2 separate regions of the Mus musculus genome follow, and region 1 is linked to region 2. Evidence: chromatin contacts called from public Hi-C data. All regions are on one chromosome and are shown on one strand. The core of a region is the stretch at or near the end of the contact, and the rest is flanking DNA. Distances in the headings are between cores, read along the strand shown.

The links. A called contact is a pair of places that touch in the nucleus more often than the background predicts.
Region 1: a contact with region 2 is called in a Hi-C map of B cells, with 7 read pairs. The contact joins the promoter of Rraga here to the promoter of Psip1 in region 2. A contact is called at or near these places in 1 of 39 promoter capture datasets (cranial neural crest) and 2 of 484 Hi-C or Micro-C datasets (B cells and pro-B cells).

Annotation. Positions count from the first base shown.
Region 1 is chr4:86,572,239-86,577,954 of GRCm38.p6, reverse strand. Rraga (Ras-related GTP binding A) reads right to left here and starts at 2,282. Exons shown (of 1, transcript NM_178376.3): 1 at 670-2,282. The coding sequence starts at 2,036. The coding sequence ends at 1,095.
Region 2 is chr4:83,483,764-83,489,416 of GRCm38.p6, reverse strand. Psip1 (PC4 and SFRS1 interacting protein 1) reads left to right here and starts at 2,954. Exons shown (of 16, transcript NM_133948.6): 1 at 2,954-3,142; 2 at 3,489-3,700. The coding sequence starts at 3,629.

The DNA of each region.
Region 1 (5,716 bases), core at 1,033-3,532, 3.1 Mb before region 2:
AATGTAGTGGTCTTACTGTAGCCACAAAAGGAGAGCAGGCATAGTGAAATCACGTCTTGCCTGACTTCAAAGTAAAAGATCAGCACTGGGATTTCACCCCAGGAAGTTCTAGACAAGCATTCTAGCACTGAGCTATGTCCCTAGCATAAGAACTTGTTGGGACTGGGGTCTCATGTATCTCTGGCTAAACATCCCAACAACCTTAAAACACCCAATACTGCCTTCACCTGGGATTACAGGCATGCACCACTAGCACCAGGCTTTTATGTGCCTCTGGTGGTGGATCCCAGATCTTGTGAATTCGTGGCAAGCTATATACCAGTTGAGCTACATTATATAAATATCTAGTCCTTGAATTAGTTTTAAACTTTTTAAATGTGGATGGATGTTCTGCTTGCACCAGCTGTGTGCCTGGTGTTTGTAGAGGCCAGAGGGTGTTGGATTCCCTAGGACTGGAATTACACATGGTTGTGAACTGTCATGTGGATGCTAGGAATTAAACCCAGGTATCTGGAAAAGCAGATAGTGCTGTTAACCAGAGTCACTATTCCAGCCCCTTGAGTCTTTACCACTACTACATCTGCTACCAAGCATTGCCAATTTGCCAGCTAAATGATACTTGAGGATAATCAGAATCTATAAAGTACCTGCAAATTATTTCAAACAACATTTTAAATTGCTAATAAGTTTATTCATGATTGAAACCAAGGAGGATTTAGAAATACATTTTAATATCTTGCTGATAAAATAGTAACATTCCACCTTTGTGATCTGATAATACAGAAGATAACTGCTTTAATACTCTATTATAACCAGGTAACCAGAACACACACACATACACACACACCCACCCACACCCCACCTACTTTAGTGTTAACACCACACTAACTTTTCATAAAGGCCGTCTTGAAGATCTCTACTTGATAGCTGAGTAAATAGCGTCCAATACTAAGACTAGGGAAGAGATGAGATAGTAAGCACACGTTTCAAGCTCACTTTTAAGCACATGACATTATGAATATTAAAGACAAATGATGCAAAAAAAAAAAAAACACCGTAATTCAGCATTTTACTAAAGAGCATTTGGCATTATTTCAACGCATGAGGAGGCTGTGCTTGGGCCCATCTACTCTTTCTAGCTTCTCAAAGTGTTTCCTGGCATTACGAATGTTGATCAGAGTAGCTGCAGAAGGGATGGATGGATCTGACATGACCACCATCACGTACGTGTTTGATGTAAAGATGTCGATGAAGGCAGCGAAGTTAGAATTCCTCACTTCCATGCTCTGGAAAGAAGCGGCCAATTTACTGCAGCTCAGCTTAAACTGCTTGATGATGTTGCTGATCTTCTCAAAGCGGTGCACATCTCGCTGCTCTTTGCACTGGTAGTGGGAAATCACCAAGAACGTAGCTCTCTCGAACAGCAGAACTTCATCAGCCTCAATAATCTGGGCAAAATTCCTTAGGTTCATCTCCAGCTGCTGAACGTTGGGGATCAGCTGATAGACGATGCTGGACCAGGCTTTGTAGAGCGTCTCATCCCAGATGGACGTTCGAAAACAAGCGCACTCCAGCGGGCGAGACAAACGCCTCAGGTCTTCCTCTCGCTCTTTAAAAATCAGGTCACGTTGATCTTCCTGAACCAGATCCATTTTGTGCACCAGGCAGAAGATTTTGGCGTCAGGTGAATTCTGGAGGATGGCTTCCAGACACGATTGGTAATAATGCATATCTTTTTCCAGTTCGCGGCTCTCTACGTCAAACACGTATATCAGAACCTCCACATTACGGAAGATGTTGTCCCGCTGGCTGGTGAAGTAATTTTCCATAAAGGTGTCCTGGCCGCCACAGTCCCACAGGTTCAGCACCAGGTTCCCCAAGAATCGGACGTGGGAGTGCTCCACGTCGATGGTGGCACCCAGGCGCCTAGTGTCGCGCGCAATATAATTTGCAAAGATGATCGACCTCATGCTGGTCTTCCCCGACCCGCTCTTTCCCATCAACAGCACCTTTTTCTTCATGGCTGTATTGGGCATCACCTGCCGGCGTCGCCACGGACTGGGCCTGAGGCACGGCCTAACGGCGGACCGACCAAGGATGGGGACGGCGGGACACCGAGCACCGACCGGCAGCGGAGGCCGTGCACGCGAGCTGGGGGCAGGAAAGACCGCGGCGAGGCGAGGTCTCAGAAAACAGCGCCCGAGGCAATGGCCACAGCCGCTCCGAGCTAGCGAGAGCAGACCAGTGATGTGATCAGCTTCGGCCCGGCCGCCACCCACTTCCCGCCGGCATCTCGCGAGAACTCCGAGGGCCTGCCGCCACCCACTTCCGGTGGCGACATCGCGAGAACGTCGGCTACTCCTTTGAGACCCTTGGAATTCTAAGAAACTGCTTCTTCCATTGCAATCTAGCGCACAGCGAGTTAAAATGAAAGGGCGAGCCCACGCTGGGGTTTTGTTCTGCTTGGGTTGCCCTGGGTCTTTGCAGAAGGGGTCGAGTGAACCTGGGAGGGAGAATGCTGCCCCCGCGTGGCCAAAAGTCCTCACACGCCCACTGCCATTATCACCTCAGAGAGATAATAGTGCTGTAGGCTTGACAATCAGGCAGGTAGAGGAGCGGGGATGACAAATGAAAACCAGCAGAAAGAGATTTCGAAAAACTAATTGCCCAGGGCTAGGCAGTTCCTTACCAGGGAGACATCCTGATTCCTTGTTCTTTTTACCTCAGCTTGAGAATGTGTAATTAGAATCCAAAACTCGAGTAGAGGGTAATATGGAACACCATGCAATAGCTTCGTCCTCACGGTTACCGTGTGAACAACTGTTTTCAAACCTGAGGGGGTTAACGAGTCTGAGTGCCTTAGAAGGTCTGCTCACTTAGCCATAGGCCACATGGCCTCAAGCCTTTAAGAAGAGATAAGCAGTGTCATCCAGTAAGTTGAGGCTGAGTCAGTAGAATTACCAGGGCACGTCATATTCCTAAATTAGGACACTGCATCCTTATTGTAAAGCCCTTTCCAGGTTGTATACTACACTGTACCAATGAAGACATTTTCTCACTTATTCATTCAAAAATTGGATGTTGGGGCTAGAGACATAGCTTATCATTTAAGCCATGGTCTCCCGCACAGATATGGTGCACACACACACACACACACACACACACACACTGCTCTTCCAGAGAACCTGGGTTTGCTTCCCAGCACCACTGTGACTCCTTGAAACTGTAACTTCAGTCCAGGGGATGATGCCTTCTTTCAACCTCTGTGGGCACTGCATGCATATGATGCATAGACACACAGGCAAAATATGAATTTACATAAATAATGTTTACAATATGCAAGAAAATTCAAAAGTGGGCTGGCAAGATGGCTAAGCGGGTAAGAGCACTGACTGCTCTTCTGAAGGTCCTGAGTTCTAATCCCAGTAACCACATAGTGGCTCACAACCACCCCGTAATGAGATCTGATGCCCTCTTCTGGTGTGTCTGAAGACAGCAACAGTGTACTTATCTATAATAATAAATCTCTGGGCTGGAGTGAGCAGAGGTCCAGAATTCAATTCCTAACAACCACATGAAGGCTCACAAGCATCTGTGTAGCTACAGTGTACTCATATACATAAAAAAAGACAATTTAAAAGTAATCATTGTTGCAGGATATTTGATCACACTGAACCCTGAGAGTGTATTGTTTACTAAAAGACAAACAAAAACAAAAAAACGATTTCTAGTTGTGATGTGGCTCAGTCATAGCACACACCTTTAATTCCTCTGGTTAGAATACAGATATGCCCTTAGAACACACTTTTAATCCCAAACAGTGAAGGTAAAGTTAGTTTGTAGAAGAAAGCACCTTGTTTGAAAGTTATGTCTAATTGAGTGGCAGACAAAGTAACAAATCAGAGAAAGATTTGACAGAATAGGCTACACCCAGCTCTCAAGAGGAGAGGGGAAAGAGGTTACATAACCAATAGCAGCACACACACACACACACACACACACACAGAGAGAGAGAGAGAGAGAGAGAGAGAGAAAGAGAGAATCTACCAGGACAGTTACAAAGAGAAAAGGTTGAAAAGAGAGAGCAAGCTAAACACAGGGGAAGGCAGAGGAGCCAGAGACTGAGAAGGAGTCAGAAGATTAGAACAGATTGCCAAAATCAGTATGAGGCCAAGCAGAGCAATTAAGAAAAGGCCGAGAGAGAGAAGCCAGATTGAATCAGTCAGTTTGGAGAGGAGTTTGAGCCAGAACAGCTGAGTTGACCAGCCAGCCAGAGATCAGAACAGGAAAAGGTGAGCTTATTCAGCAGTAAGTCTCACAGGCAGGAAACATTCTAGCCCTAGATTAGATTGTATGGAAGCTAGAAGCTTCTAGGACCTGGCCTAGGTTAGCAGACAGAGACAGTAAGCCTTGGGGATGACAATAGGAGTAGAAAAGATACATTTACAAGCCATTGCTCCCTTTTATGCATTATTTAGTTAGTGTGTGTGCGTGTGCATGTGCACGTGCATGTATGTTGAAATAGATGTCTTACTTAGGGCTGGCCATTCAGTAGTCACTCTCAGTTCTTTGACCAGTTATGAGTCTCTGCACTAATTGCTGCCCACTACAGAGAATCTGCTCTGGTTGAGGCTGAGGACAGAACTAATCTATATGTAAACATAAATATTTAGAAGGGAGTTGGGCATGCCCATTTAGCAAGATAACTTGTAGGTTCCTCAAGTTTACAGTACCAGACATGAATTCTCTCCTTTGCAACAGGCTTCAGATCCAATGCAAAAGCAGTTGGTTACCTCATAACCTTTGTGTTGCTATTGTACCAGTGGGCATGGCAGGTTGGTGTTATAGCCTTCAGGGTTCACCACTGGGTAGTATCACTGACGACTTCCCCTGCAGTCTGCTTAGTTAGTACCCTCTGGCACACGAAAACTCGCCAGCAGGGAGGAAGGCTTTAGGTCTGTTCCAGCTCGATGCCCCCTCCCCTGCCCCTAGTTTGATGTCTTTATGCTCTGCAACCAAAATATATTCTGTCTCGAGCAATAGTGTCTTACTATCTAGTTATGGTCAGTAACCAAGAGCAACCGCAATCACCAGTGTTGTTTGGGGAGCCTCTGGGGCCTTTCTGACCCTGATCCCAGGTCTGGAACTGAGTTTTTGTTTAATAACACACATCTTCTGGGGGAAGTTTTGACTACCCATGCTGGGTACCTGTGTTTAAAGTTACACGCACATTTTAATTAGCCTACACATAGTGGGTCTTCATAAATGCTTTCCTTAGATCCTTTGTTTTGGTTAACAAACTCCTCCCTCATGCTGTACCCCGACCCAATCACTGCTTAAAGTTTTAGCCTCCAGTATTCTCCCCCCTCTATTTTCCTATTGTATGTATTCTATATACCCTCACCCATGAAGAGCCCTCACCCCTACATGGCCCTTTTTAGCTTCCTGAGTTTGACATGTACTCCCAAGTAAGCACAGATCTGAAAGTTCAATAGCCTTTGTTCTGAACATTTAGTGTTTTAATTTTGTCAGATGTGTGTGTGTGTGTGTGTGTGTGTGTGTGTGTGTGTCTGCCTGTCCATCTGTGTGAGTGTACACCACTTGTGCATCAGAGAAGGCACTGAATTCTGAACCAAGGTTACAGGCAGTGGAGAGCCACCTTAGCTAGGTGCTGGAAACCAAACTTGACTCCTCTAGAGGAATGAGGAATACTAAT
Region 2 (5,653 bases), core at 1,705-4,204:
AGGGAATTTGAAGCTGGAATAAGAGAACTAGGCTGCGTCTACTTCCAGCATCTTTTTCTAATTATAGGCCATTCTCATTCATCTGCAGCCTCCAACCTTCCTGTGTAACCTAGAGGGCTTGTAAAAAATCACAAAAGGGTGTGTGTAGTGCAGAGAACAGAAGTGCGACAAGCTGGCTCGGGTGCCTTGACTCCAAGTGTCCTTGGGCAAGTTGCTTAACGTCTAGGAGGCTGCTTGCTCATCTGTAGAATGGGAAGAAATTTGCTTGGGTTTTGTCTCAGCACATTTAAATTGGTCTGTCTCTCTCTGGCTAGCTGGTTACAGTTCTGGAAAGTGTATTCTTTCTCCTGTGGGGGAGAAACAAAGCTTTGCCAGTGGCTTAAACACACCCAGCCACTTCCATCCCCCCCTTCTCCCTCCCCCCCTTCTCCCTCCCCCCCTTCTCCCTCCCCCCCTTCTCCCTCCCCCCCCCCCCACTTAGATTCAGAACTGTTGTTCTCAGGGATCCTGGCCCTTTGTTCTCTGGGGGCTTAAATCACCACCTGTTTTGCCTTGATTTAAAAGGTGTCTCCAGTTGTTTCAGACAATTTCTAACTGACATTGTCAAAATGTGCAGCTAGAGAGTGTATCACATTGGTTCACTACTAATACATCAAGTGCATTTCCACTTCCCTTAAAAAAATTTTTTTTTTTTTAATTTCCCAATTATCCCCACTCACAGTACCCATCTCTGTTAGTTGTTGGCATGGCTATTTAGCACTAACACAAGGTATCTCCTAATAGAATTATAGATCTTCTTGTGATATTCTTTATGTGTCTCTCTCTTTCAGAGAGAGCTTTGCCTACAGGTTGGCCTCTAATTTCCATATTCTAGCCTGAGTTTTACTGGTGACCTGAATTTAATCATGGGACCCACGTGGTAGAAAGAGACCCAGGTGTTGTCTCCTGATCTCCATAGGCAGTGTCCCCCCCCCCCCCCAAAAAAAAACCAATGTGGGATATCTTGTTAAAAATGTAGATTAGTAGACGGGGGGGGGGGGGGGGGGGGGGGGGGGGGCTGAGCTGAGCTGCTCACAAGGCCTCAGGTGAAGCCCATGATGTGGAGTCTGACCACAACTGGAGTTTCAAAGCCTTATGGAGTTGGAGACAATGGGAGGGGGAGGTGTACACACACACACACACACACACACACACACACACACACACACACACACACACACACACGATAGCTGGGTGACTTGGGATTAGAGACTTCCCTTTAAGACAGCTTTCTGTTCTTTCAGGTCCATGATTTAGCTGACGACCATTTCTGTAATTACTTAGTTGTGCTCCTCCACCTTTTTTTCTTCCCTTCTTAATCAACAGTCACATAAAAAAAGGGCTCCCTCTGCTCACATCTGCACTGAAACGCCAAGCATCCAGTTTTAAGCAATCAGTTTTATCCCCCTTCTTACCATGCAACCTTGGATAGCCCCCAAAGCACACAACCTAAGATTCACGGTGAGAAGCTTGAAGACATATCACCAATAATTTCCTTTCTTTCTTTTAGCTCCATGCGGAGCCCTCTGCACGATGCACATCTACAGTGGCCTGCTTGCTAGGCATTTAACATTGGGGTGCCAGATTTCCTTTTAAAGACATGCAATATTCCTTTTATAAATAAAGCCCTGAATTTTTGCCTATTCAAACAAAGCTCTTCCTGAGTCTCAGCTGTGAGTCTTTATTTAAAGCAGTATTATTGCTTACACATTTTAATATTCTTAATATCTTTAATATTTTTAGCCTGTTTGATATAGGAAATACCTAATCTTGTTCCTAGCTGTATATTCAACACCAAACAGTGCTCTATTCTAAACAGGATTTTGGAGAGATTCAATGAAGGATGAAACAAAAGACTTATTTTTTCTTAATACTTTAATGTCTTCTAATTTGCCACATCCTTACTTATTGGGAACCTGGATGTTAATGGATAAATAATATTAGTTCTGCTAGAGTAAAGATCGTAAAAGTCAACCCATTTCAGAAGGTGTATTACAAAATATTAAAAGCATCCACTGGCTAAAGGATCAAAAATAAGTTCACCTTTAAATACCCTTTAAGAGAATTTTAAATGATGAAATATTTAGGTGTTAGTAACTCTTCTCTCCTGTATCACCTACCACCATATATATCACTTTTCTAGGGAAATAGAATTTTAAGTGCAGGGCTAAAATTTAGATTGGGCCCAAATCCACATCCTAACTAACAAGCTAACTACGCTTTCTCTGTCATTGTTTTATATCCTTGACGTTTTGCATTCAATGGGATTGTGTTTTCGTTAACGGTTCTCCGCGGTTGAAATATCAGGGAAATGAAATAGGGCTTTCTCATGTTTCAGTCCCAAGAAAAGGAGACTGCAAAGCCCATTCTGCGAGGTGTAAGAGGCCTACAAGGTGCACACCCTGCAACTGCTTCATATTCCAATTTCATCTCTGGGATTTTGCACAGCTCTTCATTTTGGGGATGATGTAAACTGCGCAGGAGCACTACAGTACTCGCACCAAGGAGAAGGATGCGAGAACAAGCACCTTGGGCTGCCACATTCTCTTAAACATGCAGCCGTGGGCTACAGGCCCGGATACCCGCCCCCAAACCGGGTCCACAACAATCGTTTCCTCCCTCCCCGTCTTTTACATACAGTACACATACAAATACACACACGCAGAGCAGCCAGCAGGGGCGGGCCGGGCGCGACCACTGTGCCAGCCGTGGGGGGGGTGGAGGAGAGGGACAGCTCCCGCGTGCCTCTCTCCGGGCCTCCCCTCTCCCTCCCCTCCCACGGCATCTGCTTGCAATTGGTCGCAACCAGGGGCACCTGTGGGCTCTAGGGGACTCAGGCCCTCAGCTCCCGAGCCACGACGCTCGGCGGCTGTAGCGCCACCCGTGCCTGCGCGAGCACTTGGTACGGCCCAGCGCTAGCGGGCGCCGAGCGGGAGCCGCGCGGGAGCGGCGTAGCGACATCGGCGGCGGTGGCGGTGGCGGTGGCGGTTGCAGCTCGGAGCCGTTGAGACGCCTCTGCGGCAGCTGGTGGCGCAGGTGGCCGGCGTGGACGTGGGCAGGAGCGGCCAGCGCGCCCCGCAGCCCCAGCGCCGCCGCCCGGCAGGTGAGAGCCGCCCCGCCCCCGCTCGGCGCGGATGGGAAGCGGGCGGCCGCGCTCGCAGCCTCCCTCCTCTCCCCGCCGCGCCCCTCCCTCGTGGGCTGCGGCCCGTGGGAAAAGCCCTGGGAGCGCCGGGGTGGGAGGCCGGCGGCCGGGTGGCGGGCAGCATCCCTGCCTCAGGTGGCCGCGACCGCAGGCCCCGGCGCTGCTCGGGGCCGAGGCCGCGCTCTGTCCGAGGAGGCGCGCAGGCGGCTCCCCCTCCCCCTCCGCCGCCTCCCCTCCCCCTGCCCTCCTCCCCGCGGCCCCTCCCTGGGGTTTGCGCTTTAACCGCCCTCCCTGCTGTCCCTCGCAGGCGCGTCGGGACACCCCGAGGCATCCTCCCCCGCCCGCGGGCCCGCCAGTCCCAGCTCGCGTCTGTGCTCTCGCATCTCCTGATCGCGGCTGCGCTGCTCCCCCTTCTGGTCTTGGGACTCCCGGCGTCGCCCCTCAAACATGACTCGCGATTTCAAACCTGGAGACCTCATCTTCGCCAAGATGAAAGGTTATCCTCATTGGCCAGCTCGAGTAAGTGATTTGTAGCCCCGGTGTAGCGGTGCGGCCTGCCTCCCATCGTTTCTTCTCGGCTTCCTTTCAGTCCTTCCTCTCCTTTTCTCTTTACCGTTACTTGGAACCTTTCATTTTAGCTTTCTTTCTTTTTTTTTTTTTCTGTATACTCACGTACAATTGTAAAATTCTAGGTTTTCCTTCATATCCGCGGCGGTTTCCCTTTTTGAGTCTCTGACAGGTGTTCTATATAGCAGTTTTTGGGGATGACATTCAATTAACGTTTCATTGAGGCGAAATCATCAAGTAGGATTTTTGTGAGTTGAAATCATGACATTTCCTTAAAATTTGGAATTTTGAACAAAATACAAAGCGTCAACGAAAAATGCAGACTCCAAGCCCTTGCATGTCAGCTGTGGTTTAGGTTGCTTCGTACCGATTTGCAGTTGGCGGCTCATTTGGATCTTTAGATTCACAGTCTTTGGCTTTATGACCTTGAAGATGTTGTTTTCCATTTTTTGTTCTCCATAGCCAAAGGGAGAAGTAGACCGGACACTGGATTAACCTAACTGGAGAAGTCCTAAGGGCTCAAGATGTTACATTAAACAGCCGAGCTCCATTTTCAGGAAAAAAAAAATAGGTTTTTTTTGTTAGTTTATAATGGTGTCAAGGTTCAGAATACTATAGATAAGACTTAAAGAAGGTTATTAGATAAACTCAAAAATAGACTCATGTTCTAAAATTGTAATTATTTTTTCATACAACCTATTTTTTATTTTCATTTTCAAGACAGTTTCTCTGTGTAGCGCTGATTGTTCTGGAACTCACTCGTAGACCAGGCTGGCTTCAAACTCGGAGATCTACCTGCCTCTGCTTCTGGAGTGCTGGGACTAAAGGCGTACACTACCACTGCCTGGCTATTTTTTTTATGCACGTAACTAATTTAATCTTTGAAAGGTATTACTTAAAAATAATGAATTCCATCGTTGGGTTCTGACAGCTGTGTATGAGTACTGACTTAGACTGCTCCCTAACTTCCCATCCTCCTGGGGTACCTTGTTTGGTAGAGCCTTAATCCTCAGCCTTGTCTATATAATTGGTGTTCTTGTTTTCCTATAGGAAAACTTGTAAATTACTGCTGTGTGTGTGCTTTGACCGTTACATATGTTGCAAACGTCTTTAGGGCAGTGACCTAAAGCTGAATTTCTTTATCCTGCTGCTCTTACATAGTCATGCACTTGGAAAACACTGCCTTTCAACTTTACAGAAGACTCGCTAGGCTTGGGAAGGTTTCAAGGCCCCCAAGAGACACTTGATGATTCTAGGTATCCTGATTTTGAGCTGTTAAAAATCATGGTTATCTGATACTCATATTCTAAGTTCCATGCCCCAATGTAGTTAGAGGCCAGGTGTAAATACTTTAAATTTTTTTCTGACTTTGACAGCTAGAGAAATGGCTCCGTGGTTAAGAGGACTCGCTGCTCGGTGGACCTAATTCGGCACTTATCTCAGGCAGCTCACATCCACAGTGATCTGTCTGTGATGACAGGGCAGTGTCACCACCTGCACTCTGCACACAGCCATGTGCAGGCACACACACCTACATCTAATTAAATAAGATCTTTTTTAAATTGTCTTCTTACCTCTTGCAGTATGTTACAGGCTAAGAGTTGTTGCTGGTAAAAGTGAAAATAGCCTTTGGAGAATCATTTTCCTCTTTTTTTCTTCAAAATTAACAATTTTTTAAAGTTCTGTGTTTTGGGTGTTTTGCCTGCATGTGTGTCTACACCACTTCCATAACTTGAGACTATGAAAAAAACTGTCAGGAGCTGCTGTGTGGTACCAAACTGAACCAGGGTCCTCTTAACCACTAAGCCGTCTCTCCAGTGACAAGTTCTACTTGTGATTAGTTCATCTGGATTGGGATAGGACATTTTTGTCTTTTTTCCCTTGTTTTCTTTTTCTTAGAAGCAG